7 separate regions of the Mus musculus genome follow, and regions 2, 3, 4, 5, 6 and 7 are each linked to region 1. Evidence: chromatin contacts called from public ChIA-PET, HiChIP or PLAC-seq and promoter capture Hi-C data. All regions are on one chromosome and are shown on one strand. Each heading gives the region's core, a stretch centred on a gene start, on an enhancer-like site or on the middle of the called end of the contact. The rest is flanking DNA. Distances are from core to core; before and after follow the strand shown.

Region 1 (4,325 bases), core at 1,357-3,856:
GGCACCTGAACTTGTGAGCCACCACAGGCCATGTCTCCTCAACTGCTGTTTCAGCTCCTGTTCCCACCCACAGCTCCATCCCACACAGGGAAGAAAGGCCACACGGGAGCTGCTGCAGGTGCAGTCACAGTCCCCATACCTACTTAGGTGACACTTTCTGAGTGTCTTTCCACTGGCAACAGGTCTGACACAGAAACAACAGACACGCAAACATGTCCTGTGGACCAAGAGAGCTGTAGGATTATATGATGTGCACATGGCTGTGTGCCATGACTAGCAAAGGCCTCTGGGAAGGATGATATCTGAACTGCTGCTGAAGGAAGAGAAGGATCCAAGCCAGAGAAGAAAAGGCTGGAGTGCTTCAGAAAGAAGGATCAGTCTTCAGGGCCACCATAGCTGACAACACAGCTAGGTATGTGAAGAACAGAGAACTGACCACACCATGGTGCCATGGAGAGCATGTGGAAGGCAAGTCACAAGTTAGGAAGAGAGAATCAGGATTCTATCCCAGAGGCTCTAACAAGGTGAATCTAATGAAACTGACTCATGTTTTTGTATCTGTCATCTCAGTATGACAAAACGCCATCCTACGGTAACTAGTTTACCAATAAAATAGAGCATCCCTCCTCCCCAGACAGGGCCTCATTTTATAGCCCAGGCTAGAACTTTCTGTTACTGAAGTGCTAGCTGAAAGTTGACATTATACTTGGCCAGGAACCGCTTCCTTGATATTCTGGTGTTTGAGAAAAAATTGACAGCATGTATCCAACTCCCATGTACTCAATAACTATCAGCTACTACTATGGCCCAAATTTTTAAAAATCCAAATTATGACTAATGTCAAAATTAGGAAATTTGAAAAACCCTCCCTCAAAAAAAGTCAGAGGTAATGACTGGACTGAAGCCAGCTGAGTTAGTAACATGCTTGCCCTAAAAGCTCGAGGATCCAAATTCTCTCCCCAGAGCTAGCTCACACAGAAGTGCTACAGGATGCACGGCACTTGTGCTGGAGAAGAAGGGACAGGAGGCTCCCTGGCCTTGCTGACTTTCCAGGCTGGCCTAATTGAGGAACTACAGGCCAGTGAGAACCTGTCAAGAGAGAGGTGAACACCCACAGCTGGTCCTCTGTCATCCCACTTGGAAGCCTGGAGCACGAGGATGCAGAGAGTCCAGGAATTGGAAGCCAGCCTGGGTGACATAGCAAGGCTCTAACTCAATACACACCTATCCTCAATACACTCCCTACTATCTGTCTAGTCCTTAACCATTTTCAGAAGACAATCACAGGTGCTGTAAGAGCATGTTAATTAATATCTACTGGTCTCCACATGTTAATATAGTGTCAAGGCTGCTGGTGGCTGGTCCTTCCAGGACTTAACCACCCTGTATTGCCCTCTCCTTCAGACCAGGTGACCTGGGTGCATCAGCCTGCCAAGCAGTTCTTACCAGCTTTGGCATTCATACTTGCTCTTGTCTTAGTCCCAAACACCCGAATTTATTGACGGGTAACAAAAGAGCTTCCAATGTGTTAGGCAAAATGTGCTTTCCACAGTTTTCTGCTAATGCATTTTACATCTCTATTTTCCAAATGAGGTAATTGATATGCTGAGGTTAAGAAGCCTGCTTCAAGGACACTCTTCCAGAGTTGGAGCCGAGATCTGAATATAAAATGCTTCCTCCTGGTAACCATGACCCTGCGAAAGACGATTCTAGCAAAGTGCATATAATATGCTGTGTGGAACAAACGGGTAATTTGGCAAATTAGCAGGACAGGAATACTTTCTAATTCTTATGGATGTCACCTGGAACTAGAGACTTTGTCAGTGAGAGACTGCTGAGCTCCCAAGCACCTGATCCCAAGCACGTTAGAAAGTGGCTGAAGAATGAATGAATGTTTTCCGCTAGAAGCACAATGGCCTTCTCACTGCTATTCTGTACGTCCCTGTAGCATTTGATACGTTCAAGAAAACCATCCAGCGACCCTGAGGACGAAGACTGGTGCATACCGTTGGGGGCGTAGGATCCGCGCTTTTCGCACCGCACAGAGCAGCGGAAGCGGATCTCGGGGGAAGGAGGGCTGGGCGGCCAGAGGCGAAGCGGGCGTGTCCCGGTTCCCCTTGCGACTCCAGTATGGGACACCACCCGCCCCGACGCCCGACCCCGCGGGAGACAAAGACTGGCGGCGGGCCCACCGCTCTCGCTCGCCTCCGCGGGGACGAAGCGCGACGCGGCTCGAACAACAGCGCCCACCCCCCAAACCCCCCCCCGTCCCTTAACCTGGCCAGGCCCCAGACGGAGCAGACATACGCAGCGGCCGCGCCCCATCACCTCTTCGCAGCCGCTCGGGGGTCGCCCGGCGCAAGAGTATGCGGGCCGCTCCGGCCTGTCACCTTCAGAACCGCCCGGCCCCCGCCACTCAGCCTCTGAGCCTTCAGCGCGCGCCTCCGCGGTCCCCTGGAGCCGCGCTTCCGCGACGACTTATCTTTCTCGCGGCAACCACCGTCCGCACCGCCCCACGGCGCACCCCAGCACCATACCTGCTGCGAGAGGGGTACAAGCGGCGCCGCCATCTTCGTGCGGACTCGGCCTCCGGAGCGCCGAAGGAACGGGGGCGGGGCCGTGCCTGCGCACTAGTACGAAGGAGGGATGCGATGCGCGCGCAGCACAGCCAGCGCAAGGACAGGCCACAGGACCAGAGTACACGTGCGCAGAAGGGAATCCAAGTCCTCCCGTGAGAAGTTTTGCAGTAAGAGGGCGGAGCCTCGATCACAGTGGAGAGGGCGGGGCAGTTCTGGCTGGAGGCGGAGCCTTTATGGGGAAGGCTCTGTCGCATAGCCTTACCAGAGTTGGCCGTACCGGGTGATTTAGAGAGCCTAGCCTAAAGCACAGCGTGACTAGAAGGTTCGGAGCCTCGTAAGTTTAGTGGGCCGAGAGTGGGCGGGCTAGTCGGTCTGTGGGGGTGGGGAGGGCCTCGTGTGCATCTCCTGATTGGAGTGGGCAAACCGAGCCCCTGGCTTTGGAGGCTCCTGTGAGGCAGGGAACCCAAGGGATAGGTAGGGCTCCCTTCCAGACCGCTGCACTCCAGCTCCCTGCACTTTCCAGTCTGGGTCTGTGAATCGGAGCTTGGCTAAACCCAGGCACCGTCTTAACTTCTCCACTCTAGTAGCCTCTACTAATGCCTAGGGTTTGCTGAACTTTTCCCGGGGAAATGGAGACAGTGGCACACAACAAAGTACCATGGTGCTCAAGTCTAACTTGGGCCATATGCAGTGTTAGTACCACTCAGTATGCTTGTTAAACAGATTTGGGTTCTGATTGCTTGCAGATGTGGGTGTAGCCTGACATCTGGTGTTTTTTGTTGTTTTTTTATGTGTATATGCCTGCTGTGCTCGTGCCAATGCCTGCCCAAGAGAGAAGAGTTTATTAGATGCCATTGAGCTGGAGTTAAAAGCACTTATGAGCCCCCAACCCCCGATATGAGTGGGAACAGAACTAGGGTCCTCTGGAAAAGCAACAAGCACCCTTAACCAACTAACTATATCTTCAGCTACTCTGGTATTTCTTTTTTTTTTTTTTTTTAAAGATTCATTTATTTATTATATGTAAGTACACTGTAGCTATCTTCAGACAATCCAGAAGAGGGAGTCAGATCTTGTTAAGGATGGTTGTGAGCCACCATGTGGTTGCTGGGATTTGAACTCCGAACCTTCAGAAGAGCAGTCGGGTGCTCTTACCCACTGAGCCATCTCACCAGCCCCTACTCTGGTATTTCTTTGTCTTTTTTTTTTTTTTTAAGTTACATTTTAACTTACATCTTAAAAGATTTGTGTGTTGGATGGCCCCTTCCACCATGAGTCACAGAGATAGGACTCAGGTTGTTAGCCTTGGCCGCAAGCATCTTTACCCACTGAGCTATCTTGCTGCCCCTTAGGACATCCTCATTCAAACCACTACACAGGTGCTGGGAAACATGGTACACATATACCGCCACACTCAGTCCCACTGTGTTTGATTTCTTGAGGTAGTTGTGACTGATCCTGATTGCCAGCTGCACAGGATCTAGAATCATATAGGAGACAAAGCTCTGGGTTACAACTGTGAATTTCTAGACTAAGCTGAGGAAGGAAGACCCCCCCACACACACACACACACTTGTTCCATGTGCTGGAGGCCAGGACAATGGATGCTGTGTGACCAGCTGCCTCACCATACACATAACACAAATCTTTGTTTTAAAAGCTCTGTGTATGTGTGTTTGTGTACATAAGTGCAGACACCTGCAGAGGCCAGAAGAGGGCATCAGTGGTTGTCCAGTGCCTGATGTA
Region 2 (4,325 bases), core at 1,095-3,594, 960 kb before region 1:
CTGCCAATGCGTAAAAGGTGTAGGCAGCTGCCACCTGCGGCGCAGAGCTGGCTCCATGGCCCGCCAGGTCAGGTGCCACCACCTCATAGCCGAGTCGCACAAAGAAGTCTAGCTGCTCCTTCCAGATGGCGAGTGAGCCACCGACTCCGTGAATGAAGAACAGCACCACATCAGCCTGCGCACCCTTGCAGCTGGTGATGCGCTGCTCACAGTCGATGTGGATGGTCCTCTTCGGACGCCGTGGGCGGCGCCGTCGCCCGCTGCCTGGGTTGGCCCGGGTGTCTCCTCCTGCGGGCTCAGCCAGCTCAACCTCGAGTGCAGCAGGCGGGTCCCCGGAGCCACTGCGGCCTTGCAGGTCGGCACGAGGCGCTCGGCCCAGGTTCTCCACCACCAGCCTCCCGTTGCGGTACACTGTGATACGGCGCTGGCAGCGCACAAGGCCCGTCTTGACCCCTGGATCATCTTCAGGAGGTGGTGGTGGCGGCGTGGGGATGGGCGCGGGCCCCGCATGCTTTACCCGCAGCACCCGGCCTGGCTTGACCTCCACGAATGTGTAGCCGTCACTGGACTCGACACTCTCCAGTGGCCGCACGGCGTTAGGGGGAGTCCCCAGCAGGCAGCAGAAAAAGCCATCTGTCACCCCAGTCAGCATGGTGTGTTCTGGAGAGAGGAACAGTGGCTAGCTCAGTGTTGGTGGCTCTGGTCTTGCATCGGGTAAGCAGGACCTGGAAGCCCCTTCCAGGTTTCCCCAGACACCCCAATGCCAGACAAGTTCTCAGGGTGTCCCTTAGTACAATACTGAAGAGAGCATGGGGGAGGGGGGCTTCCAGAAGGAGAAAACATTAAAGCAAGAGCCCATTGCAAGGAGACCCTTGCCCCACCAGCTGGAGTTTATCATTTATTCACAAATCCGTATCTTTATGTACAAATTCATCCACACACTGATTTATGCAAGCATGGATGCAAGCTGGTTTGCATGCTTACTTTTGAGAAAGAAACTCATGTAGCCCAGGCTGGCTTGGAAATCCTCATGCTGCCCAGACTGACCTTGCTCTGCCTTCCACCTCCGGAGTTGTAGCAGGTTGAGCATACAGGTGTTCCTAAGACCAAAGGGAACCTCGAACTCCCACAGTCCTCCTGCCTCTACCTTCCCAAGTGTTGGGGTGACAGATGTGCATCAACATGATGCCATTGGTTTGTTTTTGAAACAAGGTCTCATTCTGTCGTCCTGGGCTGTACACTGGTCTCAAACTCCTTGCAATCCTCCTGCCTCCACCTCTGCCAGTACTAGAATGACTAGTGTGAACCCCGATCACTGCCAACCTTTTACACGGGGTTTCATTCTGTAGTCCATGCTGGCCTCAACCTTGTGCCCAAGCTCCTGGGTGGTGAGATGACAGCCCATAAAGCCTGGCTCTTATTCTAAAATGTCAAAGTTCTTAGCTCAGGCCTCTAGTGTTAATCTGACTAGTGACGAATGAGGCGGGGGAAGGATGTTGGCCACTAGAACTCGGGTTGTATCCGGCTCCAGGTTCAGAAGAGAGCTAGAGCTGACTTGCACAGTATCGAGAACTGATGGAGGTTGCTGCCCTCAGCATCCTGTGTTCAAAGGGTACACAACCCTAGTGGCAGCCAGGAAGATAAAGGCAGAACCTGACTGGGGGCTCTGGGCCTCCATCCGGTTCCCTTGGCCACCCCCCCCGGTGTCCATGACAACCACAGGCGGTTACATAACTCCAGGGGATACCGGAGCAGCACACCCCCATTGTCTGAGGCATAGGGATGGGGCCAGCTTCGTTTTTCCATCACGGCCTGGGCGCCGCTGGAGTGATGGTCATTAAATACCCCGCTCGTGATAGCCCCGGATGCACTTGAGGGGAAAGCAGGCCTTGCTCCTCATTTCTAAGGCTGTGGAACCCCGACTGTGGCGGCTTCTCTAAAGCGCAGCGCCAGTCCTGTTTCCCAGCCCGACCCGCTTTTCCCTGGAGTTCGTCACCCCCGCGGTGGGGTCAAGGCTACCGGGGTTCCGCAGCATCCTAGCAGTACGAATGCGGAGCTTGGCGGTTATCCACCCCCGGCAGCGACACCCCCCACCCCTCAGTGGAGGCCTGGCAGCCTGGTGACTCCTCTCTCGGGGAACAGAGCCAGCTCACCTGAGGTCATCGAGGGGCCCGGGGCCCGAGGCAGGACGCAGGGGTCCCGGGCGGAGAAGCCAGCGTCCACCTGCAGGTGCCGCTTACATGGTGGTGCGGGGTTGGCCGCATTAGCGCGGACAGGCGCGGGCCCGGACGGTCAACGCAGGGGCATCCCGCAGCCGCGTAGCAAACCGGCCCTGTAAGTCCCACCCAGCGTGGGCGGGGCCTGGAGCAGATGGGCAGGCATCTCGGCCTATGGCAGCGGCGAGCCGTCTGGCCTAGATAACCGTCCAACCAGAGGCTTCTCTTCCCAGGATCAGCGCGCGGTCTGCAAGCAGCAGCCCCACCCCTGTGAAGAGTTTGGGGGGAATGAGGGAGGGATGGGCTAGAGCCTGGACCGAGAAGGGCTTGCAGTCGAGGGACAGCGAGTAGCTTGGGGGTGTGGTGGATGTGCTCTGTCTGGGACAGGGTCTCCTCAGCCAGCTTCTGCCTCCCGCAAGGCGGTATGCCCTCTGTCTCTTGACCTTCTCGTTCTGCACACTTCCAAATCTCTACACTTTCAGGTCGGGAAACAGACAAAACATCAAGGCAGGCATTTGAACCAGAGGCTGTGTCAGAAGTGTCAGAGCTGCTGCAGAACTAGCGAATGGGAATTGCATCCTAGTGATGGGGTCTCTGCTACACCAAGACTGAGCCCCAGGCTAACCTTCCCACCCTGGCGCGCTGTTCGCTCATGGGCTCAAGGTGCAGCCCAAACACTTGTCGCCATCCCTTCTACACACCTTCTACATACAATAAGTACTCAACACATCGCCTCAATTATTTGTAGGCACAACTAGCCATTTTACCATTTAGTTCATGGTAAGGACCATGAACTTCAGAAATGCTGGTGTGTACGGCTTCCTGTGGCTGCTGGCACGGCTGTCTGGACATCTTCTTTAAACAGTGGAGAGCTATGGAAGGTGTGTGAACAGGAGTCCAGATCTGAGCTGCGGGAAGAAAATTCCCCCAGGCCAGCCTGAAGGATTAAACTAACCAGAGCAAATTCACAACGCACGAGTTTTCGAGATTATGAAGAGCTGGAACTCAAGGACATCCGGGCCGCGCGCCAAGAGAAGTCTTGGCTGCGGGCGCCAAGAAGCTGCCAGCCCGCTGCGTGCCAGCTGCCCGTCTTCAATGAGGGCGGGTGAAAAGGCCAGCAGCCAGTTCTCCAGACTGCTGCCAGAGTCGTCACCACCACTCTGGGGCGCCCTCTACCAGTGGCCGAGGCGAAGAACTACAACTCCCAGAAGGCCAGGGGGACAGAATGTCATACGCACACGCAGGAGTTTACATTCGTTCGCCCTCTCCTGGTCATTTTGGAGAACTACATGCCACTGAGGACAGACATCCCCCAACCCCCACCCCACTATCGTCACCTGCAGGTGTGGAACTACAGCTCCCGGAAGGCCCCGCGGCAACAAGAACTACATTTCCCAGAAGGCATTGTCAAGGAGCCCAGAGTGTAGGAACTGGCATTGACCCGGACGACCGGACCATTGACCCGCCGCTGGATATGGCTTTCCTAGCCCGGTGCTTTGGGTGCCAGGCCTGCAGATCGGTGGCCCTATTGAGTGGCAGGTGAGTGTTCAGAGATACCCTGCTCCAGAATGGAAACAAGGGTGGTCTCTATAGACTACCATGCGTACTTATGTAGCGCCTTTTGTAAACAAGCTCTTTTGTTGCCCTGCCCATTACAAAGGCGGCTCAGAAAGTCATACAGCGTACATTCTCTGAGATTCACGGTTCCTCTGGTCCCACAGGTATCTCCAGTCCAGAGTCTGGATGGGGCTCCCGGACTCCTGGCCTCTCCTCTCCCTGCAGCAGGCTCGCGGCCGCGCGCGCGGAAACGAGTATCAGCCGAGCAACATCAAGCGCAAGCACAAGCACGGCTGGGTCCGTCGGCTGAGCACGCCTGCCGGCGTGCAGGTCATCCTCCGTCGCATGCTGAAGGGCCGCAAGTCCCTGAGCCACTGAGGAGCGCAACGTCGCAGGGAATAGACTCAGACGCCGGTAGAGTTGCCCGAGGGCGAGAAGTTGGGGCAAGCTGAAAGTGGGGGTCTGTCCCTTCGTAGGTTTTTAGACGCATCCCCCGTCGACGGCTGCTTACCAACCACCAGCACCTGCGATACCTCATCCATTTCTGTGAAT
Region 3 (4,325 bases), core at 797-3,296, 910 kb before region 1:
GAGGAGCACAGTCCTGTCCTAGTGTCTGAGGGAGGAGGCTGGGTCTGTGGTAGTGATCTGAGAGAGGAGGCCACCTCTATCCTCAGGCAGCCTAGGACCCTGTCCTCTCCAGGGGAGATCCTTGCTTCACCCCTAATTTAGTGCCTGCCAGCACCCCTGCTGTTGGGTCAGAAGCTGCCTCAGCCTGCAGCCTCTTGTTCTCCTTGTGGCAGTGTGGAGGTGTCTTGGGTGAACACAGTCGGATGTGTGTAACATCGTACTGGGACTGTGTGGGGACAGCTATCTCCAGGACCTCAGTTCTGTAACTGTCCCAGGTCACAGTGGGCTCCTTCCTATCTCCTACCACACAGTATTCAAAGACAAGTGCCCCCCCACCCCACCCCCTCTCTGACAAATGTCTATGTACCCCAGGGTAGACTTGAAGCAGCTCTTGCTGCTTTAGCTCGAAAGCATTAGAGTGATGTACATGCTCAACCCTGCTCGCTAATGGGCCTGGAGCACAGAGCTTCACCCATGCTGGGCAAGGGCTGAGCTCTGAGCTGGCCCCAAGCTCTGCTCACCCTTGTCACACAGAGGGAGACCCTAGCCCTCTGAGTCTGTTTACCATCTCTGTGAAGCTGCCTTAAGCAGGCACAGGGCAGGCACTGACAGCAGCAGGACCTGTTGTGAATGCCCAGGACCCAGCTAAACGCCAACTGCAGACAGACAATGCTAGGGTCTGCATGTGTTCCCACCCCCACATTCACCCAGAGAGTTCCTTCCACTCCAGGGGCCTAGCCATAAAATTATGAATTTCTGGTTTATCCCAAGAGAGATTTTGTTATTAAATTGAAAGATCAGAGAGCCCAGCATAGTGGTGCACACCTTTAATTCCAGCACTTAGGAGGCAGAGGCAGGCAGATTTCTATGAGTTCCAGGACAGCCAGAGCTATAGTGAGACCCTGCGTCAAGAAATAGATAGATTAATTATTAATTAATTGAGTGATCAGGCCTGCAAGGCAGTTCAGTGGGTAAAGACAATTGCTGCTAAGGCTGACAAAACTTGAGTCAAGTCTTCCACACGGTGGAAGGTTGTCCTCTGATCCCCACACACAGGTTACAGCATGCGGGTAGACATATGCGTGTGTAATAAATACATTTAATTGTAAAAACTAAGCCACCTGCAGCAAACTCTTCCTTGACAGGTGATGTCTGCCATGGAGAAATCACAGTCACAAGATCTTCATCAGGTACATGGGGTGACCCACACCTATTATCCCAGCACTCAATCTACTGAGGCAGAGAACTGTTGTGAGTTTAAAACCATCCTGGGTTATACAGTCATACTCTGCTGGGGGTGGGATTAGGGAGAGAGAAAGGCTGTAGCTCAGTGGTGTTGCATGTACTACACCAGGCTTGACCACTGGCTGGTCATCCTAGAGTCCTGGAGGTGGAAGCAGGAGGGTCAGGAGCCCAAGGCCATCCTTGGCTACACAGTGAGTTCTACACCAGCCTGAACTACATGAGGTCATGTTCTAAATAAATGAAGGAGTGTGTGTGGGGAGGAGGGAATCCAGATTTCTTCCCATGGAGTTTAGCATTTGGGCGCACCCAGGGCTGCAGCCCAGGGCACACATGCCGCCTCTTACCAGGTCGCCTTGGCACTGGCGGAAGCTGGCGTTGATGCGCTCCATCTCACGTCGCGTAGTCAACAGTTGCTGCATGACTGTTTCCTTGACAAGCAAGCTGATGTTCAGCTGTTTGCTCAGGTTAGCCTGTGAGGCAGATAGTCCAACCACCTGGCTGTACAGGCTGTCGGCGCGGATCTCCGTGGCGCGCAGGCTGGACTCAGTGGTGGCGTGCACATTGCCATAGATCATGAAGAGGACCAGGCCCAGGATGATGAGGAACTGAATGAGCGACACGAAGAGGAAGAAATAGCGCAGGTAGTACCAGCAGCCGCGCTGCTGGTCCCCCGTGCGGGCGTATGGGCTGCGGTCCATGGAGAGCCCCATTTGCGCAGTGTCCACAGGGCGCACTGTCTGGCGTTGTCTGCCTGGCCAGATCTGAACTGCGCCAGGCAGGGGGGAGTGTTTATATTACTCCTCTTAATGCTTCCTCTGCCCGGCTCCTTCCTGGCCAGGAGGAAATGGGGACTGTGGGTTATCACAACACTCCCACCCAGGCTGTTGAGGAACTGACTGACAGTCTGGGCAGCTGTGATAGGTGGAGGGCGGGGCACTCACTGGGTGACTGAACTGGCTTCCCCAGCCTGGTCCGGCCTCAGTTTCCACCACCGCCACTCTCCCACTCCAACCCCACACACCCCACTTTAGATGGGCCAGACAGTGCCCTCTGCTCCCGGGACGTGTTATCTAACAGTCCGGTGGCTAGGCGCAGAGGAAACTAAGGCACAAGTGAGACAAGAGACTAGCCCTGGCCGGGCGGTGGTGGCGCACGCCTTTAATCCCAGCACTTGGGAGGCAGAGACAGGCGGATTTCTGAGTTCGAGGCCAGCCTGGTCTACAAAGTGAGTTCCAGGACAGCCAAGACTATACAGAGAAACCCTGTCTTGAAAAACAAAAAAACAAAACAAAAGAGAGAGAGAGAGAGAGAGAGAGAGAGAGAGAGAGAGAGAGAGAGACTGGCTCTGTGGCCCAGGCTTTTACTCTGTGGCAGGCTGGATTTAAACGTGGGGAACCACTGATAATGTCCCACAAAACACACCAGTCACCGTGGGATAGCTCCCACCAGCTGTAGAGTTTGGGGTCCAAGGCAAAGGATTGTGGGTGTGAGTTCACCACCCAGGAGCTCCAAGGAGTTTTCCAGGATGGACAAACAGTGCACATAAGGACTACAGAGACCTCACAACTTCCCTCAATTATTCTACCAGCACTCAGAGATATCCCCCTCACTTGCGCATGCTCTGGGAATAGTGTGTGGCTTAGCAATAGAGCCCCTGCCTAGACTCCTCCCAAAGTACAAAACAATCCGAGCGGTATGCAGTAGAAAAGCAGGGTCTTGGAGTGGGGATAACGGAGAGAGGCCTCCAAACTCTGCCACAATCTGCCCCAGTTTCCCCCTCTATAACAAAAGTGTGCTTATGTCCCTGGCCTGCGGTAATTTCAGGGTCCCAGGAAGTGGCAGTAAGCTTTGTTGGTAGGTGGTGTCCCACGTGGAGGTTCTAGGGTCTCTGTGGAACAATGCCCAGATAGAGGTATACGATTTCAGGGTCACAGATAAAAGGATATTGCGGGTACACCAGCCCCCAAAGCACTGGGAGAATCTTCTGGAAGTCTTTGTTCTTTACCTGCTTACTCCGTTTCTTGTTATCCACCACCACCACCACCACCACCACCACCACCACCACCACCACCACCACCGCTACCACCGCCCCCCATCCCCCAAAGAGTCCAGCAGGGGAAGGCTGCCTGGGCCCAAGAGCTTGGGAAGGGATGAGACAGAGGTGGCGCTGAGCAGGCGGGTGTGGGGTTGGAAGGGAGGAAGTTCCCAAGGGCGGGCAGGAAACCCTGTGTGACCTTTGCCTTTTACAACCACCCGGTGATTCTTGACTCGTAGACCCTTCCTGGCCAGCAGGGGGGTGGGGGCGACAAGGCTGGGGGCTGCCCCTGGGACCAATGGGCTGTGGCTCCAGGTTGACCAGACAGGTGGGGGCCACCGTTCGGCCTCGAGTTGGGTCTAGCATGCCACCTGGCCAGCATGTGACCCTAGAAAAGTAACCTTCTGCCTGCCCTGCAATCTGTTTTATTTATTTTTTAATTTAATCTTTTTTTTTTTTTTAAAAAATTTTTTTTGTAATGTAGGAGTGCTCTGTCTCCGTGTATCTACACGCCAGAAGAGGGCACTAGATCCTGTTACAGATGGTGGTGAGCCACCATGTGGTTGCTAGGAATTGAACTCAGGACTTTCAGAAGGGCAGCCAGTGCTTTTTTTTTTTTCCGAGACAGGGTTTCTTTGTGTAGTCCTGGCTGTCCTGGAACTCACTCTGTAGACCAGGCTGGCCTCAAACTCAGAAATCTGCCTGCCTCTGCCTCCCAAGTGCTGGGATTAAAGGCGTGTGCCACCACGACTGGCTCAGCCAGTGCTCTTAACCGCTGAGCCATTTCATCAGCCTTGCAATCTGATTTTATTCCGTTTACAGAGGGCAGCTTTTTGTCCCCTTTAAGGGTGTGTGTGTCTCATGTAGCCCAGGCTAACCTCCAAGTGGCCGTGTATAGCCTTAAGTTCCTGATCCTCCTGTCCCCACTTCCCAAGCACTGGGATGGTAGATGTGCACCGTTGATGACTTATGGGGTCCTGGGGGGGGGTACTCAGGGATTCTCTCA
Region 4 (4,325 bases), core at 930-3,429, 880 kb before region 1:
GTCCACCCTGAGGAGGTGTTGTGCACACAGTTTCCATGATGAGCATGATGAGTAAACAGTTTGGAACCAAGGACTGTCTCTTTCATCAAGAACCACAGTGGAGAGAATGGAGAAGCCTTTGTTTACAGAGCTGTGTCTTCTAAGTCTCCCACAGAAGGACTCCTTGTGCTTCCAGACAACTGCTGCTAAGCTAAGGACTTTTGCCAATGAGCTGAGCTCTTCATCACAGGAACATGGACCCGGACACTCTATTCTCTGCTCCTCTGTGACTTCCAATAGTGTCTGGGTGTCCAGCAGTGTGAGAACCTCTGGCCCTGCCTTCCCTCCCCAAAAGCCCGAGGGCCCCCTTCATTGCTGATTCCATGCTGATTCCAGAGGAGACTGGATTCCCAGGAGTCAGGGGACCCAACTTTGGCCTCCTACATCCTACACTGTGATTTCCCACCCCCAGAGCAGTGTATTGTTGCTTCCCTCCAGCCCAGCATCGGATAGCAGCTCAGGGCAAACGCAGTCTAGCATCTCTGTATTCCACCTGCCCAAGAAAAATTTTCACATCCCAACTGTGGGGTTGGGCAAAACTCAGAACCCCAGGATTAGGGTGTATGATGTGAGATTCACAAAGAATCAAAACAAAATTTAAAAATAGTAACAAATACATAAATGAGAATATACCCCAGGGTGTGGGTCGGACCCTGCAGGGGAGTGCTAAAGTAGTACTCGTGGGTGGAAGCTCCACATTCCACCTGCAGGCCCATAGGAAAGAGGGTCCCTCACTCTAAAAGAACCATAAAGCTTACAGAGGCAGGTAGATCTCTGTGAGTTGCAGGCTAGCCTAGTCTACATAGTGAGTTCTAGGCTATCCAGGGCTACCTGAGAGACCCTGCCTCAAAAACCAACCGACCAAAACAAACAAAAATAACCAGAACAACAACGAAACCCCTAGCTTGCTAGTGAACTGGCCTCCAGGGCGATATTATTTGTTATTTAAGTCAACAGCTGCATAGCCACAATGATCTCTTTGGTCAAAATCCTAGAACAGAAAGTGTTTCAAACTTCTTCTTTCTACTCTATTTTTTTCTTTTTTTGGTTCATTTCCTTTTTGCTAGTATTTAAAGTATTTTTTTTGTTTTGTTGGGGTTTGTTTGTTGTCTGTTTGTTTAAAGCAGGGTATCCTGTAGCCCAGGTAGACCTCGAATTCCTGCAATAGAAATGATTAAGGCATCACTTTCTTGTTCTGACTGACTTGTGTCTGCCTAGACACTCTCAGTCTCCCACGCACTAATAGCCACACCTGTCTTGGCAACAGTCTGGGGACTATCCTTGTCCCTGACCATGTCTAGATGTATTAACGACAATGTTTGTGTTAGCTAAAACCTAAACCTAAAATAACTACAGGAAGTGTAAATCATAAATAATTGTCTTGTGTCTGGAAAATACTGCAATCTCTGCAAAAAAGACGGATGTTACAAGGTTACTCAAGACCCTGATAATGATACAATTGTGGTTCTTAAGTGTTTTGCTTTTAAAAATGCTGTACCCCTAAGCTCTGGCTACTCTACATGTGGCTATTATTAAAGGACTCGTGTAGGTTTTTTTGTTTGTTTGTTTGTTTGTTTGGTGTTTTTGGTGTTTTCGAGACAGGGTTTCTCTGTGTAGCCTTGGCTGTCCTGGAACTCACTCTGTAGACCAGGCTGGCCTTGAACTCAGAAATCTGCCTGCCTCTGCCTCCCAAGTGTTGGGATTAAAGGCGTGCGCCACCATGCCCGGCTACTCGTTTAGTTTTAATTGGCTTAATTAGACTGGTTATCAGTCTAACTATCTCGTATGGTTTTTTCACCATCTTGTATGCGCCTCTTTAAGTCCCTGAAATGACAGGCTATATCTACCAGGCCTCCTCTCCAGACCAGTTAAGTTTCCTTGCAGAAGGCAGGAGTCACAGGGTGATGCCGCACAGCATTCTGGGGAATGTAGTCCCGTCCGGAAAGTGAACGCCCCCTCCGCACACTGGGTAGTGATTTAGGGGCGGGAGTTCTAATCTTTTTTCCGCAAACGTATCTTAAGCGTCCAGAGGGCGGGTCTCCACGGTTACTTTGGACTGGTCAGCAGTGCTTGCGCATGCGTACTAGCTGCTTTGCGGAGCACTTTCAAAGGTGTTCTGGGAGTTGTAGTCCGAGGTTCCGGTCCCTCCGAGGGCTGTAGCTGCCTTCTGAGCTCCCAGGAAGGATGGATCCCGGGACGGACTCGGCGCCGCTTGCTGGCTTGGTTTGGTCGTCGGCCTCGGCGCCGCCGCCGCCGGGTTTCAGCGCGGTAAGTGGGAGCGCGCAAGGGTTGCGGGGACGGGCCAGGAAGGGGACGAAGTCCGATGACCTGTGCGTCCCGCAGATCACCTGCACCGTGGAGGGCGGGACGGCCAGCTTCGGCCGAGGCTTCGCGCAGAAAGCCGGCTACTTCCTGTGCCTGAGCACGCTGGGCATCCCGGAGGTGAGCACGGGTGGCCTGAGCCTGAGTTTGCCCCGCCCCTCGCCCTGCCATCCTCGACCCTTCTCCAACTCTCTCCCACCCTTACTGCTCATACCGTTGACCTTTCCCCTCCCCTCTGACTGCCCCCTTCCACCTGCCCCCTCTCGTGCTCCCAGAACCCTCAGGACAATGTGGTAGTGGACATGCAGATCGTGATGGACAAGGGCCCACTGCCGTCAGGCTTCTCTGCAGTCAACGACCCTCAGGATATCAGTAAGATCCGTGGGCACGGGAGAGCGGCAGGCACAGGGAACGGCTGCTAGTGTATGTTTGGAATAGGACTTAGCTGAGCAGGAAGGCACAACCTGTAAATGCAGAGCTCCGGAAGCTGAGGCAGGAGGATGGTGGCGAGTTCAAGGCCAGCCTAGGCTACAGAGTGAGGCCTTTATCTCAACCCACTACTCCAGAATTAAATAGTTGACACATACCTGTCTTAGCATTCAGGCTGAGGCAGCTTTGTATCCAGCCTGGGCTACAGAATGAGACCTTGCCTCAGCTCTTCCTAAGAATTTGAGCATAGTGGGGCATACCTGTCACTACATGAAACCCCGCCCCTAAACAAACAACAACCACCCCAGATGTCTTTGGCATACCCACCCTCTTCCTCACTGCCACTGGTCCCTGCTGCTTGTCCTCTGCTTCTGTGGCGGAGTGAGTCCTCCTGGCCATTCTCTTTTCCTTTCCAGGCTCTTGCACTGCGAGTCCACCTGGAACTGGCTTCCCCTGTTCTCTGCATAGCTCAGCCTCCCCTCTCCCTTCTCCCCTGCCTGACCCAGCTGCCCGCCTCCCCGATGGTGCTTGGTTCTCTCGGTGTCTTTAGTGACCGCTGGCAGGCTGCCGTGCAGAGGGTCAGGTCAGTGTGCAGACAGAGGAGGCGTCCACAAATTCTCCTATCCTCCTTTTGCAGCTGTCTCTTGACTTAGTGTTTAATTGGTTTGGGGGGACAGGGTCTCAATGTGTAGCCTCAGCTGGCCAGAGCTTCAGTCCCATGGATTCGTGGGACTGAGCCGTTGTGACCAGCCCCTTGTAATCTGCAAAGTGTGGAGACTGCTGTTCTTCATCCCAGTACTTGAGAGGCTGAGGCAAGAGGATTGCTTCCAATTCAGAGCCATTTTCGGCTATGTGATGAATTCCATCCCAGCACTTGGGAGGCAGAGGCAGGCAGATTTCTGAGGTCTCGGCCAGCCTGGTCTACAGAGTGAGTTCCAGGACAGCCAAAAAAAAAAAAAAAAAAAAAAAAAAAAAAAAAAAGCCAGGGCTGGAGCATTAGCAGAGTTAGCAGAGTTCTTACCCAGTGTGCATAAAGCCTGGCTCCATCCCCAGCACCACACCAACAGAGTCAAGAGGTTGAGGCAATATTGGGCATTCAGGGTCCTCCTCGGCTACATCTTGAGGCCAGCCTGGGCTACATGAGATTGTCTGATAAACACAAATATATGCACATGATAGAAAATAGCACCGGGCAGTGGTGGCACATGCCAGCACTTGGGAGGCAGAGGTAGGTGGATTTCAGAGTTCGAGGCCAGCCTGGTCTGCAAAGTGAGTTCCAGGACAGCCAGGGCTACACAGAGAAACCCTGTCTCAAAAAAAAAAAACCAAAAAAACCAAAAAACAAAAAACCCTCTTGACCTCATGGACCACACACAACAGCTGTAGGTTGGACTTTTTAAAAGAGGAGTTCTGTGACCCCTTGGGTTATAGGACCAGGGAAAGTGAGGTTGGGGTGCTAAAATAGGTACTACATGGTTGATTCCACAGTCCCCCCCGCCCCCTGTCAAATGTCAATCTGTTTTACTGATTCCAAA
Region 5 (4,325 bases), core at 647-3,146, 820 kb before region 1:
GGAGGAGTCCTTGGCTACATAGCATGTTCAAGGGCAGCCCGTGCTAGATGAGGCCCTGCCTCCTAATAAAAACAAAAACCAAATCCAATTCCACACCTCGAAGCTTTGGATCCCACGGTGTGCGAGGCGGAGCGCAGAGCAAGGTTCCGTGGGTCCCGGGTCCCCTGTCCCCAGACCGAACAGACCAGTGTGAGCCCCAACTTGCTCTGCGTGGCCTCTGAGGCAGGTCCTGGTCTCGCACACAGCGCATCCTGGAGGACAAGGAGGGCACGTTGCCCGCCGCCTTGGTGCAGCCGCGCACGGGCGCCCTCTGCTGGTTCCTGGACGAGGCAGCTGCCCGGCTGCTGTCTGTGCCCTTCGAGAAGCATTCCACATTGTAGGGGGTGCGCCATGCACGCCGTGGGCACTTCGGGTGTTGTGGGAGCGGACTAGCTGCGGATTAAACAGCTTTGCTGGAACTATTGTTTCTGTGGTTCTTGTTGGGGGAGGGACAACAGAGCAGAGCATACACACGGATCAGAGAAGCGTGGCCTGGACTTCTGGCCCGGCAGTGTATGCTCTGTTCCAAGTCTGGCCACATTCTCTGCTCCAAGGGTCAGAACTAACTCACAGGTACCAGGCTCCTTGCGGTCCCGAGTGACTGCTTGTGTTCTAGCCATGGTGAAGAGAAGGGTTCACCTGGGGCCTCAGCCAGAGCCTTCATGGCCCCCTGAGGATGCACTGTCTCCTGCAAGCTTGTTCGGAGCCTTGAGCAGGGTGAGCTACCTGATAAGGTTCTCCTGATGTTGTCACAGGGCCCCCTACCGATGGGAGAAGTGTCTGGGGTGACTCTTGGGATGCTTTCTCCCTTAGACAGTTTTTTCTCTTGCCGCTTATAAAGACTGGGATGTGGGTCCAGAGACTGGAGTATAAGCAGCCAGCTTGGAGCATGAAGTGGGTCGGTGCATCATTGTCCTGACCCTGCCAGTTCCAAGGACCTAGTTGGAGAGGCTGGTGGGCTTGTCTGAGGGAACATCCCCTCACCAAGGTAATGCAAGCCAGGCAGGAGGTAGGAATTGAAGCCTCCCAGAACCGACTTGGCAGGTAGGCCAGAAGGGCGGGGCCAGAACCACAAATGTGAACTTTCTTTAGATGTCTGGTCCCTGAGGGCTCCTCAGCTGTGGCAAAGAGGAAGTAGGATAGGCTGGGGCAGAAGCCAGCAAAAGACACAGTGGAAAATCCTGGGGACTTCTACAAGAGCAGGTGCCACCCACGCACCAGCCAAGCAGAGGCTGAGACACCCTGAGAAAGGAAAGGGACATAGGCATGAGGACCCCATGTGAGCGCTGTGTCCCTTTCTCAAGGGGGAATTTACTGCTTTGCCATTGATGCATAGGACCTGCCTCATGCTTCAAGGTGGCCACTTACACTCCAGCCATCACATTCCAGCCTCTGGAAAGGGAAAAGAAAAGGAAGGTGCCTACATGTAAGGAAGCAGGCTACATGGGGATGGGTGTGTGTGTGTGTGTGTGTGTGTGTGTGTGTGTGGTGTCCCTCCATACTGATAACCTACTCCTTGCTCATTCATTTGTTCAGTCAGCAACCCATTCCTTTGGCTTTCAGAGATAGGACTTCATGTAGCCCAGGCTGGCCTCCATGGCCTAAACTCCCCATCCCCCTGCCTCTGCTTTCTGAGTGCTGGGATGGCAGAGATGTGCCCCACCCATCCATCTGTGCCAGGGCGTTGTTTTTTTTCTCACACTCCCTGGGTCTCCCCTGGGGCTGTCCCCACTACCCCTGACAGAAACCACCAGTCTTGGTCCAGCCTGTCCCTTGAGGCCAGGAGGAGGCAGGTGCAGACAGGAGGGGTGGAGAGTGGTACCAGATGGCCATATGTACCCTCCTGGCACTTGGGCCACTCAGCTGCCATCCAGTATCCTGAGCAGAGGGACCCAGGACAGCTCTGTATGGTGGCAGGATGGGGGCACAGCCTTCCTGCCCCCTGGGTAGACGGCAGCGGCAGCAGCTTCAGGGTAAGCAGACAGGTCAGGGTCAAGTCATGCTGCCATTGCATGCGAGGCCAATGCTGGCATGTGCTCCTGGTGCCAATACAGGGTTCATTATTTTAACTGTCTCTGGTCTTGTCAGGGGTGGGCTTGTGTTGGAAGATTTCAGATTTTTTTGTTCAGTTTTTCGAGACAGGGTTTTTCTGCGTAGCCATGGCTGTCCTGGAGCTCACTCTGTAGACCAGGCTGGCCTCGAACTCAGAGAGATCAAAGGCACACTCCATCCTGCCTGGCTCTGGAGGGCTCCAGATTTAAATGAAATCCAAGTAGCTGGATACAGTGTTACACACCTGCCATCCGAGCACTTGGGAGGCACAGGCAGGCAGATCTCTGGGAGTTTGAGGCCAGACTGGCCTAAAGAGTGAGTTCCAAGACAGCCTGGGCTATATGCAACTCTGTCTCAAGACAAAACAAAGTGAAATGTGAAGTTTTTGATTTGTTAGTGGAAGCTAGGGCCCCACTGAGGTTGGGGGTAAGGGCACGGTCAGGTGGTCTCTGAGGCTGGGAAGTCTGTCTGCATGGACACTGGGACTTGACTAAGGCTTAGCCAAGGCCAGGCTGAGCTTCAGCTCCCTGTCCTGTCCCACACCTTGACCTGGGAGAGTGTCTAGACCAGCAGGACTTGGTGGATGTCCCCAAGGGAGGTGGCTAGACCAGGCTGGAGGAGGGTGTGTGGTTACAGTGAGTATGAGAACAGCATTTGGGGAGGGGAACAGCCCATGCAAAACCCTGCATGTGCTGCTGAGTAATCTCTCCAAGTCCCAGGATTGACCACCACTTGTATTTGCTGTGTGCCACTGGGTGAATAAATTGCCCTCTCTGGGCCTCATTCTCCTGAGATGCAGCAACATATTTGGTTTTTTGGTTTTGTTTTTTTGAGACAGGGTTTCTTTGTATAGCTCTGGCTGTCCTGAAACTCACTTTGTAGACCAGACTGGCCTCGAACTCAGAAATCCACCTGCCTCTGCCTCCCGAGTGCTGGGATTAAAGGTGTGCGCCACCACGCCCGGCTTGCAGCAACATATTTGGAAGAAAGGCTTTTGTGTGTGTACATGTGCTTGCCAGTGATTAACATCAGCTGTCCTAAGACTGCTTTCCACCTTATTCACTGAGGCATGGTCTATGCTGGCACTCACCAGTTCTGGCTACTCCAGTGAGCCAGCTGGTCCTGGGATGACAGGCAGGTGTCCTGGTCCCATTGCTGATCCTTTCTCACTACAGGTCAGGTGAATGGCATGCTGAGGACCTTCCTGCCCTGTTACCGTAGGCAGCTGGCTGCAGCTGTGCTCAGACACATTTCCCAGGAGCTGGGACCCCAGGACCCAGCCGGATGCCAGCTGTCCCACACCAAAGTGAGTACCACCAAGGATGAGGCTACCTGCCAGGCACCCAGCTGTAGTTGTCTCTCTTGCATTCTCAGTGGTGCTGACATGAGACTGTGGGTGTGGGGCTGGGGAGGGCTGACCACAGGACCTTTGCACAGGTGGACCGGGACGCTCTGGAGGTGGAGGCAGGCTGAGGAGGCTTGGGGAAGTGAATTCCCTGCAGGGGCACAGCATGTGCAAAAGTCCTGAGGTTGGCAAAGACAGGTTAGATGTGAGCAGGGCCCCAGCTGTGCATGTGCTTGCTCCATCTGTTGCAGCCACCATGTCAGGGACACACTCTTCATAAGACCCCATGTCTTTTGTCCCCTTATCCCTCTGACTCTTGGCAGCTCAGAGGTTGTTACTCAGATCTAACAGCCTAGAGCTGGAGCTACTAATAGGGCCCAGGGCCTCCATCTGCCTCCTATCTTGGGAGAGTCTTTGATGAGGAAATTCAGGACCAGAGAGGTAGAGTGAGCACCTGAAGGCCACATGGCACTGATACAACTGGAACCTGGGATTTCCCACTGGCTCCTTTCCCTCTTTGCTGAGGAGAGGCTCTGTGGACAGAGGCCCCGCCTCTGGGGACTCTCCCTGTCCCATGCAGTCCATCACCCACACCTGATACAATTTTGTTTTTGCTTTGAGGTGGAGTGTCATGTAGCTGGTCTGGTCTTGAATTTGCTGTGTAGCTGACGCTCCTTCCTCAGCCTTCCCAATGCTGAACTAACAGGGTCTGGATAGCAGCTGCAGCTTTTGAGCTTTGGGAGTGTTGCTCGTATGTGACCAAACTGAAGAGTTCAGGCAACCCCAAGATCTGCTCGAGCCATAGTCAGCATCCTTTTGCAGAAGCTGCCTCGAGTCAGGGAGCACCAAGGGCCCTTGACCCTGCTTCAGGGCCACCCACCACAGTGGC
Region 6 (4,325 bases), core at 866-3,365, 750 kb before region 1:
AAGCCCCAGTGACTCTTCCTCCAATAAGACCATGCCTCCTAATGGTGCCTCTTCCTGATGAGCCTATAGGGGACAGTCTTACTCAACCCCTACACACCGCTGCCTAGGATACCACAGTGTATGTGTGTTGGGGGGACTGGATTGCACAGTGTCCTAGGTTCCATTCCCAATATTCCACCCCCATATCTCCCAACTCTTGGTGCCTCAGTTTTGCCATCTGCAAAAGAGGGATTATAACAAATGACTTTGTGTTTTTGAATCCAAACCTACAAACTCGGGAATCCTAAGGGCTCCAATTCTTTTTTTTTTTTTTTAAAGATTTACTTATTATTATATCTAAGTACACTGTAGCTGTCTTCAGATGCACCAGAAGTGGGCATCAGGTCTCATTATGGATGGTTGTGAGCCACCATGTGGTTGCTGGGATTTGAACTCAGGACCTTCGGAAGAGCCGTCGGTGCTCTTAACCACTGAGCCATCTCTCCAGCCCAAGGGCTCCAATTCTTATGAGTACTTGTTTCGCCGGGTGTGGTGGTGCACGCCTTTAATCCCAGCATTTGGGAGGCAGAGACAGGTGGATTTCTGAGTTCGAGGCCAGCCTGGTCTACAAAGTGAGTTCCAGGGCTATACAGAGAAACCCTGACTCGACCCCCCCCCCCAAAAAAAAAAGAGTACCCGTTTCACTTTTTAAAAAATTTTAATTAGCTTTCAGCAGTAAGGCAGAGGTGAGGCCACTCCAGGACAGAATGGAGGATGACAGGCCCTGCAGGCTCCCTATTGCCCCCCAAATTTAATTCCCTTATTTTGCTGCTTCTTGCTTCTCACAAATATTGCTATGTTCCATGTGCTTTGAACTATTTGTAACAGAACCCAACAGTTGCCTTTTTCTTCTTTTCTTAAAATTTTTTTAAAATTTATTTTGTAAGACAAGGTTTAGTTGTATAGTCTGAGCTGGTCTGAAACTTTCTATGTGGACCAGGCTTGGCTCAGACTGGCAGCAATCCTCCTGCCTTGGCCTCCTGAGTGGTGGGATTGTCACACATGTGCTACAATGGCCTGTTGGTGTCTTCTTCGTGTCCTACATGGGTAGGGCCAGAGAAGGAGCTATGCTGGTGGCCAGTAACAACCCAGCCATACTCCTACCTCCATCCAGCTGTTTTACATGGCAACTGGGATGAAATCTCAGGTATTGGTGCTTATGCAAATGTTCCACCCCTGAGTCGTGTCCCCAGCCCCTCACTGGGGGATTCTAGGTAGGAGCTCCACCAGTGAGCTGTGTGGCACATATTGGTTTGTTCTGCCAGTCTTCTGCCTCATCGTCTGCATCACACCTGCTATCTCTTCACGTTTCCATTCCTGGCATCTGTTTCCTCACGTCATCCTCTCTCAGACAGAGGCCTGACCTGCTGTGTGTGGTGTTAAAGGACTTGTGGATGCTCTGGGTCCCAGGCACCCACCAGGAGGGGCATCTGAGAACAGAACTTGGCATGCTTTAGGGAAGCACAGCTGCACAGTTCTCTCCCCCAGGATCACTCTTAGTTCTACCCCATGCAGCAGACACTGCCACTGGCAACAGATGGGTAAACGGAGGCACCAGGGTGCATAGCCAGGGATGGAGGACTGGAGAACGGGCTCCTGCCATCACCATCTGAGGCCTAGGAGTTCTTTTCAGAATCCTCCAAGCTGTACCTGTGGGTTCCAGTGATGGAACTCAAGTCGATTTGTGTGGCGATAGCGTATACTCCTCAGCCTTCTAGCAAGCCTCATCTCATAGCTTTTGAGCAGAATAAAAGGCGAGGTTTTCAGAGGAAGTGGGGGCACGCCCAGCAAGCAGGTGGGCTTCCCAGGAGAAGGCCCCTCTTAGTTCATTAGGACTGGAGGCCCAGAGGTTTGGTTTTTTTCCGCCCGTAATTTTTTTTTTTAAACATTACGCAGTGTGTCTTTTAGGAGGTTAAAGGTTGGAGGCGGAGTGGAAACTGAAGCCTGAAATGTGTTCTAGCCGCAGCAAGTCCCTGCCCGGGCTGGCTCAGGTTGTTCCAAGGACATGCAAAGACAGGAGCCCGAGGCGGGGAGTGCTCTGTAAGCTCAGGTCCCCAGCAGCACCCCAGCCTTTCTGTCTCTGCACAGCTCCCACCCCAGAAGGGTGGCCTGCGGCACAGGTTTCTAGTCTCCCCCGGGCTTCCCGCCCCGCCCCGCCCCCAGGGCGCCCTGACTTTCCGTAAATGACGGCGGCCAGGAAGCTCAGGGGCCGCACAGGAAGGAGCAGGGACTTTCCTGTCGCAGCCTCGGCTGTCCTTTGCCTCGGCACAGCTGCAGGTAGGAGCGCGGGGCACAGGTTCAGGGCGCGGGTGTGCGGGCGCGGGAGCGGGAGCGGGGCGCTGCCTAGACACCGCATTGGCGGCTCAGCAGCGCGCATGCGCGGCGGGCTCCCCAACCCCACCCTCCCTGTTCTAGGAGTGGGGAAGTAAAGGGCCTGAACTTTCCATTTGGTATAATCTCATACTTCTTTAATATTCGTGTCCGCTTTGTTGTTTTATGTCTTATATTTTGAGGATGGCTCTCCGTCCGTAGCCCTGCTGGCTTAGAAGTCACTATGTAGCCCCAAACTCATAGCAATCCTCCTGCAGCCTTCCCAGGAGCAAAAGAACAGGGAAGACAATGTTGATGGTTTTATTTTTGTACACTTCTATAACATTTTAATCTGTTTTATTCTGCGTGTGTGTGCGTTGCACATGTTCCGAGGTCAGAGGAGTGGGTTCGCGCCTTCTAACATGTGGATCCTGGGGACCAGCAGGCTAGGTGGCAAGCGCGTCTTTACTCCCTAAGCCATGTTGGTCACCCTAATTTGTTTCTTGAGACAGGGTCTGACCTTGAACATATAATGACAGTTGTGTACCACCACCTCTGGTAATAGGTTAATGACTTCTTCAGTTCTCGATTTGAGACAGGGTTTCTCTGTGTAGCCCTGGAACTCACTCTGTAGCCCAGGTTGGCTTCCAACTCACAGAGATTCACATGCCTCTGACTCCAGAGTGCTGGGATTAAAGGCATGCACCACCACCACCGCCAAGCTAGATTTTTTTATTTTTTAAAATACAGTCTCATGCGCTGGCCTGGGACTTCTCTCTCTCTCTCTTTCTTTTTTCGAGACAGGGTTTCTCTATGTAGCCCTGGCTGTCCTGGAACTCACTTTGTAGACCAGGCTGGCCTCCAACTCAGAATCCACCTGCCTCTGCCTCCCAAGTGCTGGGATTAAAGACGTGTGCCACCACTGCCCTTCTTGGCCTTGGCCTTCTAATCTTCTGCCTCCCCCTCTGGAGTTTTCTGGTCAAAAGTGTGTGCTGCTATGCCTACTTTTGTTGTCTTATCATGGGAGGGGTGCACATGAAGAGGCCAGAGGGCAAATTTATGCAGTTAGCATACCCTTTTCACAGCTTTGTTTGGACTTGGTTGTGAGCCTTCTTCCTGGCCTTGAGGACTGGTCTGAGCAGCTGAAGGGCTGTTTCCTGCCTTTTCTCTCAGGCCCAGGCCCCACCCCTTGCCCTCAGCAGCTCTGAAGGGTGGGAAGTGTATTTTCACACAGGCCACTGCAGAGAACCTCCCTACTGTGAGGACCAAAGAGGAGCATAAAATAGATGTTGGACATGGGGTTAAATGGGCTGAAGAGAGACCAGAAAGGGTTGGGAGACAACATAGGTCCCTGTGCGCATATCTACAGATTTATGCACAGGACACCCATCACAGAAGCTTCTGGTTCCAGTCAAGATGGTCCTGTGACCTTTAGACCTGTAGGGAATAAGACAACTGTCCCCATCCTTCTGTACACCCCTGTTTCCTGTTCAGACCTGTTTCTATATCTGCTGTCAATTGCTCCTGCCTGCCTGGAATATTGGCTTGGCTGACTATGCTAGGATGTGGAGGTCTGTGGATCAATTGGTGATGTCTGCAGGGGTGCAGACATGCACAGACTCAAAGACACCTAGTCCCCAGCTTGGCTGTCACTTGGGGGCATGTGGCTCTTCTTCCCTCTTTCAGTCACACCCCCTTCCATGCCTCTTCAGGTTATACTCATGGCACCTCCAAGTGAGGAGACACCTCTGATCCCTCAGCGCTCTTGCAGCCTCTCATCCTCAGAGGCAGGAGCCCTGCATGTGCTCCTTCCTCCCCGGGGACCTGGGCCTCCCCAGCGATTGTCATTCTCTTTTGGGGACTACTTGGCTGAGGATTTATGTGTGCGAGCTGCCAAGGCCTGTGGTGAGTGGGTCCCTAGATGACCATGCCATGTAATAGCAACATCTATTGAGAAAGGGGATGCTGGGGTTTTG
Region 7 (4,325 bases), core at 641-3,140, 700 kb before region 1:
CCCTTGTTCTTGGGGTTTCGTTTTGTGTTTTTAAACCGTGTGATTTGGAAAGAAGTTAAAACACCAATAGAGGCCTCTGAAAATGTTTTAGCCTAAGACAGTTTACCTAATGTAACCTGGGGCTTTCTGGGCTCTACAATACTAGAATAAGGTCCAGGGACAGACACTGCTCAGAGGCACAGAGCAAGCACCCCATCTCCTGACACCGAGTCCCCAAAACCTGAGGCTTAGGTGGGTGAACAGCACCAGGGAACTGAGCCAGGCAAGACTAGACCAGAGCTGCACTCTGGGGGTTGGATACAGGCTGGCTGTGCCCACAGCCATTGATCCCTAGTGTGACCCTCACTGCCTCCCCTCCCACACCAGCCAGAAATCTACAGGGAAACTGAGGCCACTGTGCAAGCCTTCCACTGAGTCATTTCATTTGTCACACATACTTTGAGCACCACTGTGTACCCAAGTCCTTGGGGTGCTAGTGACACTGGTCACACCCTTCAAAGACATCTCACTGCCTCCTTGGCTGTGACCCCATTTAATGAATGCAATATCATAATTACTATCATAGGAGTGGGTGTTTACGGCGCGCTGTCACTCCCACAACCACCTCTGATCTTCCTACAGACTTTCAGTCCACTTCACAGAAGGCTCAGTTTAAGTCCAGTCTGGGCACACAAATTTGGGGGTGTCAGGCTTCCTGCCTGGGACTCACCCTACTATCCTGCAAGAGGCAGGGACTAAGACCTGACCTTCCACTTGGGACCCCGCCCAGGAACCAGCCTAGGAACCCTATTGTAGGTGATGGTATGTGGGTCAGGGTGTGACCTGGGCAGCCACATGGGTGGGACCACAGTGACAAAGTCTGGGTCTTGATTGGAGGCCCGTCCATCTTATGGTCAGATAGAAACTGTCCTCTGCTGGCCTTAGGTCTCGCTGCTCCGCCCCAGGCTAGACTGTATCCATCAATCAAAATCATGGTTTGTTTTGTTTATGCTTTTTTAATGAGGCAGAGTCTGTGAATGTAGCCCAGGCTGGCCTCAAGCTGCAGATCTTCCAGCCTCAGCCACCAGAGGATTGTAATGACCACACCAGGCTCAACCCCTTTTAAAGTGCCAAAACCAGAGTGCCCTAACATTTGACTAAAGATTGTGGTCCCCATCTGGAGAAAATGGGGCACAGGTGTTGGGAATTTGAGACAGATAGTCTGGCTTCCTCAACCTCTATATTCTGAGGAGGAGACTAAGGATCAGGGAGGTGCTGTCACCTGCCCAAGGTCACCATGAAGCAGGTCCTGCGACGCTGAGGGCAAGTGGAGGGGCGGCCATCCCCGACCTTCTCTGCACCCCATCCTCATTCACCTAGACTAATTCTGTCCCTTGGAGCAGATGCCGGCTGCCCCCCTAACAGGGCGCGGGAGTCCCTGGTGCAGGCTCCAGGCCTCTCCAGGCCCCGTTCCCCCGGGAGGGGATCCCGCGCTCCATACTCCAGATACCCCGCAATTCCACCACACTCGCCCTACAGAACCCCCACCAGCCTACCAACCCTAGAGCGGGTGCAAAGGAAAGGAGGAGACCCTCGTTCCCAGGCGAGGAAGAGGGGCAGCGAGGGAGGCGGCCCCCAGCTTAGGGCCAGGCTAGAGACCCGGAAGAGGGATTGGGGGTCCTGGGGGGGGTCTCAGCCTCCCAGCCCAGGATTGAGAGATGCCATAGAGTGGCGCCCCGCCTTCTGCAGACGGCACCTGCGCTCGGGCCGGGTCAGGATGGAGGCTGCGTCCCCGCCCCGCACCCCGCCCCCGCGTCCTGCACCCCGCACCCCGCACCGGAGCCCCGCGCCGGGGACACTCACCGCCTCTCGCGGCGCTACCTGCGCGCTCCAGACCCGCGCCCCGCCCTCCCCGCGCGCTGCGGAGCGCGCTGCTGGCCCCGCCATGGGTGTGGTCAGGAGGAGCTCCGCCCCGCGGTGCTTCATAAACCCTGCACTGGTTGGCTGAGCCTGGAAATTCATCCGCAGGCTATTTGCATATTTTAAAGTGACAGGAGAAGCTCCTTGATCTCTGCACCTGTCAAGTCTCTCGGGAGACTGGGAGGGAAAGAGGGGATAGCTTTTATTAAGTACCTACTGCATACATGGCTCTTTGGAGAACCCCTCCGAGGCTGTGAATTAGGTGACATTTAATATTGAGCCTCATTTTACAAACAAAGGAATCAAGGAACATGGCTAGGAGTTGCTTTGGAGGTCATATAGCAACTCTGGTCTATCCATTCATGTGACATGCCATTTATTTATTCAGGCTGTGTGCTGGTGATGAAGCCAGGCTGCCCCAGCATTAAGCAAGAGCCACATGTCCACTCCACTCCCATATGACAACTTCGAGAGACTTAACTCCCCGGCCTGGGCTCCGTTTCTTGTTCAGGGTCACATGGCAGCATGATGATCCTCAGGACTACTGAGCCATCTCTCTCCCTGCCCCAGAAGCACCTCCAAGGAAGTGGGACCACTGGCCTGGGCACAACCAGAAAGCTAAGTGCCCTTCATCTCCAGTACATGCCCCTGCAGCCTTGGACCCCAGACACCTCAGTTTGGGCATTTTCCTGTGGTGGGAATCAAATCCAGGTCCATCCCAGACTGAGGCTGCCCCACTTCTTACTTGAACCATCTACTGCAGCTCTGCCCCAAATGATGCCGGGTTCTGATGGCAACCATACATAGCTAAATACTAGCTTCAGGGCCGGTGAGATGGCTCAGTGGGCAAAGATGCTTGTAGCAAAGCCTGGATTTTTTGAGAGAGTCCTGAAAAGTATCCTCTAACCTGTGGCATGTGCACACTACCAATGAATCAATTAATCAATTTATGCATCAATTCAAACAATAAAGATTAAACATTTAGATAGGCCCCACACCCAGCTGACTGGTGACCATCTGCCACAATTGGTAAGATAGCCCGCTCTCCATTCTCCATGCTGTTCACATTTTTCACATGTCCTTTTGTTGGCCCAAGAGCCCTCGAGTCACCTTTGGGTTCTGGGATTTGAGAATGGTAAGAAAAGCATCTCTCTCTCTCTCTCTCTCTCCCTCCCTCCCTCCCTCCCTCCCTTCCTTCCTCCCTCTCTCTCCTCCCCATATGTGTGTGGATGTGTGCATGCATGCCATTGCTGTGTCCAGAGCTGGAGTAGGGTGGGTTCCAGGGGCTGAAGCAAAGCCATCAGAGTCGGATGGAACAGGTTTTGACCTGTGATCACTGTCACCTGTCATTGACTGGTTCTAGGCAGGTGCTGGTCTAGAACTCAAGACTTCCCAGGCCCTTTCAGGGGTGTGCACCCCCATAGCAGCCCTCATTCTCGACATGACTCAGTCGTATCTCCGTGATGAGGACACAGGAAATGGGAGAAAGTTTCCCCGAATGTGGACTATCAGGAGGAAAAGTGTGATTGTAATTGTGTGTGTGTGTGTACCATTTATACACATATCTCAACTGGTGACTATTTGATGACCGTGTGTCAACATGACACAAGCTAGAGTCATCTAGAGAGGAAGGAGCCTCAGTTGAGATAAAGCTTCATGAGATACAGCTGTGAGGCATTTTCTTAATTAGATATTGATGGGGGCAGTATAGCCCATTGTGGGTGGTCATCCCTGGGGTGGTGGTCCTGGATTCTGTAAGAAAGCAGGCTGAGAAATCCACAGGGAACAAACCAGTAAGCAGCTCCCCTCCGTGGCCTCAGCACCAGCTCCTGCCTTCAGGTTCCTGCCCCGTGTGAGTTTCTATCCCTACTTCCTTCGGTGATGAACGACAGCCAGTGATTGCAATATTCCCACCCCATTACTTTATGTTCATCACAATAAAATACTTTGCACTAGAGCCTTGAAAGGAACGGGTCAGGTGTGGGATGTCCTCCCAAGGGTATAAAACCTGCGGAGCGAACCACTGACTGCCATAGTACTTCCTGCTTGGATCCCAGCACTTCAGAGGCTAGCCTGGGCTCCTACATTGAAAAATTCTGCGGGCTGGAGAGATGGTTCAGTGGTTAAGAGCACTGACTGTTCTTCCAGAGGTCCTGAGTTCAATTCCCAGCAACCACATGGTGGCTCACAACCATCTGTAATGAGGTCTGATGCCCTCTTTTGGTGAGTCTGAAGACAGCTACAGTGTACTCACATACATCAAAACAAAACAAAACAAAACAAAAAAACCTTCTGGGATGCACCAATGGGTTGAGTCCACCAATAACTCTCAGCTAAAGGACCGAAGAGATGATGGACACATTAGGAGGCGTGGCTTCAGTTGGAGGAAAGGGTCACTTCTCCCTTTCTTGGGCTCTGAGTGGTGA

The links. Promoter capture Hi-C pulls out the DNA fragments that hold promoters and counts their contacts. ChIA-PET counts read pairs in DNA pulled down with a chosen protein or histone mark. HiChIP or PLAC-seq counts read pairs in DNA pulled down with a chosen protein or histone mark. Capture Hi-C pulls out chosen DNA fragments and counts their contacts.
Region 2: a contact with region 1 is called in a promoter capture Hi-C map of erythroid cells, with 8 times the contacts expected there. The contact joins the promoter of Abhd8 here to the promoter of Eps15l1 in region 1. A contact is called at or near these places in 2 of 39 promoter capture datasets (erythroid cells and neural stem cells), 2 of 484 Hi-C or Micro-C datasets (CD4 T cells and uterus) and 2 of 115 datasets of contacts at active chromatin or transcription factors (pancreatic cancer cells and pro-B cells).
Region 3: a contact with region 1 is called in an H3K4me3 HiChIP or PLAC-seq map of pro-B cells, with 4 times the contacts expected there. The contact joins the promoter of Plvap here to the promoter of Eps15l1 in region 1. A contact is called at or near these places in 2 of 115 datasets of contacts at active chromatin or transcription factors (pancreatic cancer cells and pro-B cells).
Region 4: a contact with region 1 is called in a promoter capture Hi-C map of liver, with 3 times the contacts expected there. The contact joins the promoter of Mvb12a here to the promoter of Eps15l1 in region 1. A contact is called at or near these places in 1 of 484 Hi-C or Micro-C datasets (CD4 T cells) and 2 of 9 other capture datasets (adipose tissue and liver).
Region 5: a contact with region 1 is called in an H3K4me3 HiChIP or PLAC-seq map of embryonic hindbrain, with 5 times the contacts expected there. The contact joins the promoter of Niban3 here to the promoter of Eps15l1 in region 1. A contact is called at or near these places in 3 of 115 datasets of contacts at active chromatin or transcription factors (embryonic hindbrain, pancreatic cancer cells and pro-B cells).
Region 6: a promoter capture Hi-C map of liver shows a contact between it and region 1, with 2.7 times the contacts expected there. The contact joins the promoter of Jak3 here to the promoter of Eps15l1 in region 1. A contact is called at or near these places in 1 of 484 Hi-C or Micro-C datasets (myocytes), 2 of 115 datasets of contacts at active chromatin or transcription factors (pancreatic cancer cells and pro-B cells) and 1 of 9 other capture datasets (liver).
Region 7: a contact with region 1 is called in an RNA polymerase II ChIA-PET map of memory CD8 T cells, with 20 read pairs. The contact joins the promoter of Fcho1 here to the promoter of Eps15l1 in region 1. A contact is called at or near these places in 1 of 39 promoter capture datasets (the C10 cell line), 1 of 484 Hi-C or Micro-C datasets (the G1E-ER4 cell line), 5 of 115 datasets of contacts at active chromatin or transcription factors (astrocytes, large pre-B cells, memory CD8 T cells and 2 more) and 1 of 9 other capture datasets (liver).

What each region holds. Positions count from the first base shown.
Region 1 is chr8:72,418,868-72,423,192 of GRCm38.p6, forward strand. Eps15l1 (epidermal growth factor receptor pathway substrate 15-like 1) reads right to left here and starts at 2,607. Exons shown (of 24, transcript NM_007944.3): 1 at 2,538-2,607. The coding sequence starts at 2,570. It overlaps Gm46043 (a long non-coding RNA gene), which reads left to right. Exons shown (of 3, transcript XR_001778581.2): 1 at 1-2,913.
Region 2 is chr8:71,461,313-71,465,637 of GRCm38.p6, forward strand. It overlaps Abhd8 (abhydrolase domain containing 8), which reads right to left and starts at 2,345. Exons shown (of 5, transcript NM_022419.3): 1 at 2,154-2,345; 2 at 1-660. The coding sequence starts at 2,163. Mrpl34 (mitochondrial ribosomal protein L34) reads left to right here and starts at 3,614. Exons shown (of 2, transcript NM_053162.2): 1 at 3,614-3,755; 2 at 3,938-4,325. The coding sequence starts at 3,691. The coding sequence ends at 4,151.
Region 3 is chr8:71,509,723-71,514,047 of GRCm38.p6, forward strand. Plvap (plasmalemma vesicle associated protein) reads right to left here and starts at 2,047. Exons shown (of 6, transcript NM_032398.2): 1 at 1,629-2,047. The coding sequence starts at 1,994.
Region 4 is chr8:71,540,751-71,545,075 of GRCm38.p6, forward strand. Mvb12a (multivesicular body subunit 12A) reads left to right here and starts at 2,180. Exons shown (of 9, transcript NM_028617.2): 1 at 2,180-2,307; 2 at 2,383-2,481; 3 at 2,637-2,733. The coding sequence starts at 2,224.
Region 5 is chr8:71,595,812-71,600,136 of GRCm38.p6, forward strand. It overlaps Niban3 (niban apoptosis regulator 3), which reads left to right and starts at 1,897. Exons shown (of 15, transcript NM_001384129.1): 1 at 1,897-2,012; 2 at 3,267-3,397; 3 at 4,259-4,325. The coding sequence starts at 1,958. Pgls (6-phosphogluconolactonase) reads left to right here. Exons shown (of 5, transcript NM_025396.3): 5 at 246-456. The coding sequence ends at 380.
Region 6 is chr8:71,674,268-71,678,592 of GRCm38.p6, forward strand. Jak3 (Janus kinase 3) reads left to right here and starts at 2,116. Exons shown (of 25, transcript NM_010589.6): 1 at 2,116-2,316; 2 at 4,062-4,254. The coding sequence starts at 4,071.
Region 7 is chr8:71,723,791-71,728,115 of GRCm38.p6, forward strand. Fcho1 (FCH domain only 1) reads right to left here and starts at 1,891. Exons shown (of 28, transcript NM_028715.3): 1 at 1,843-1,891.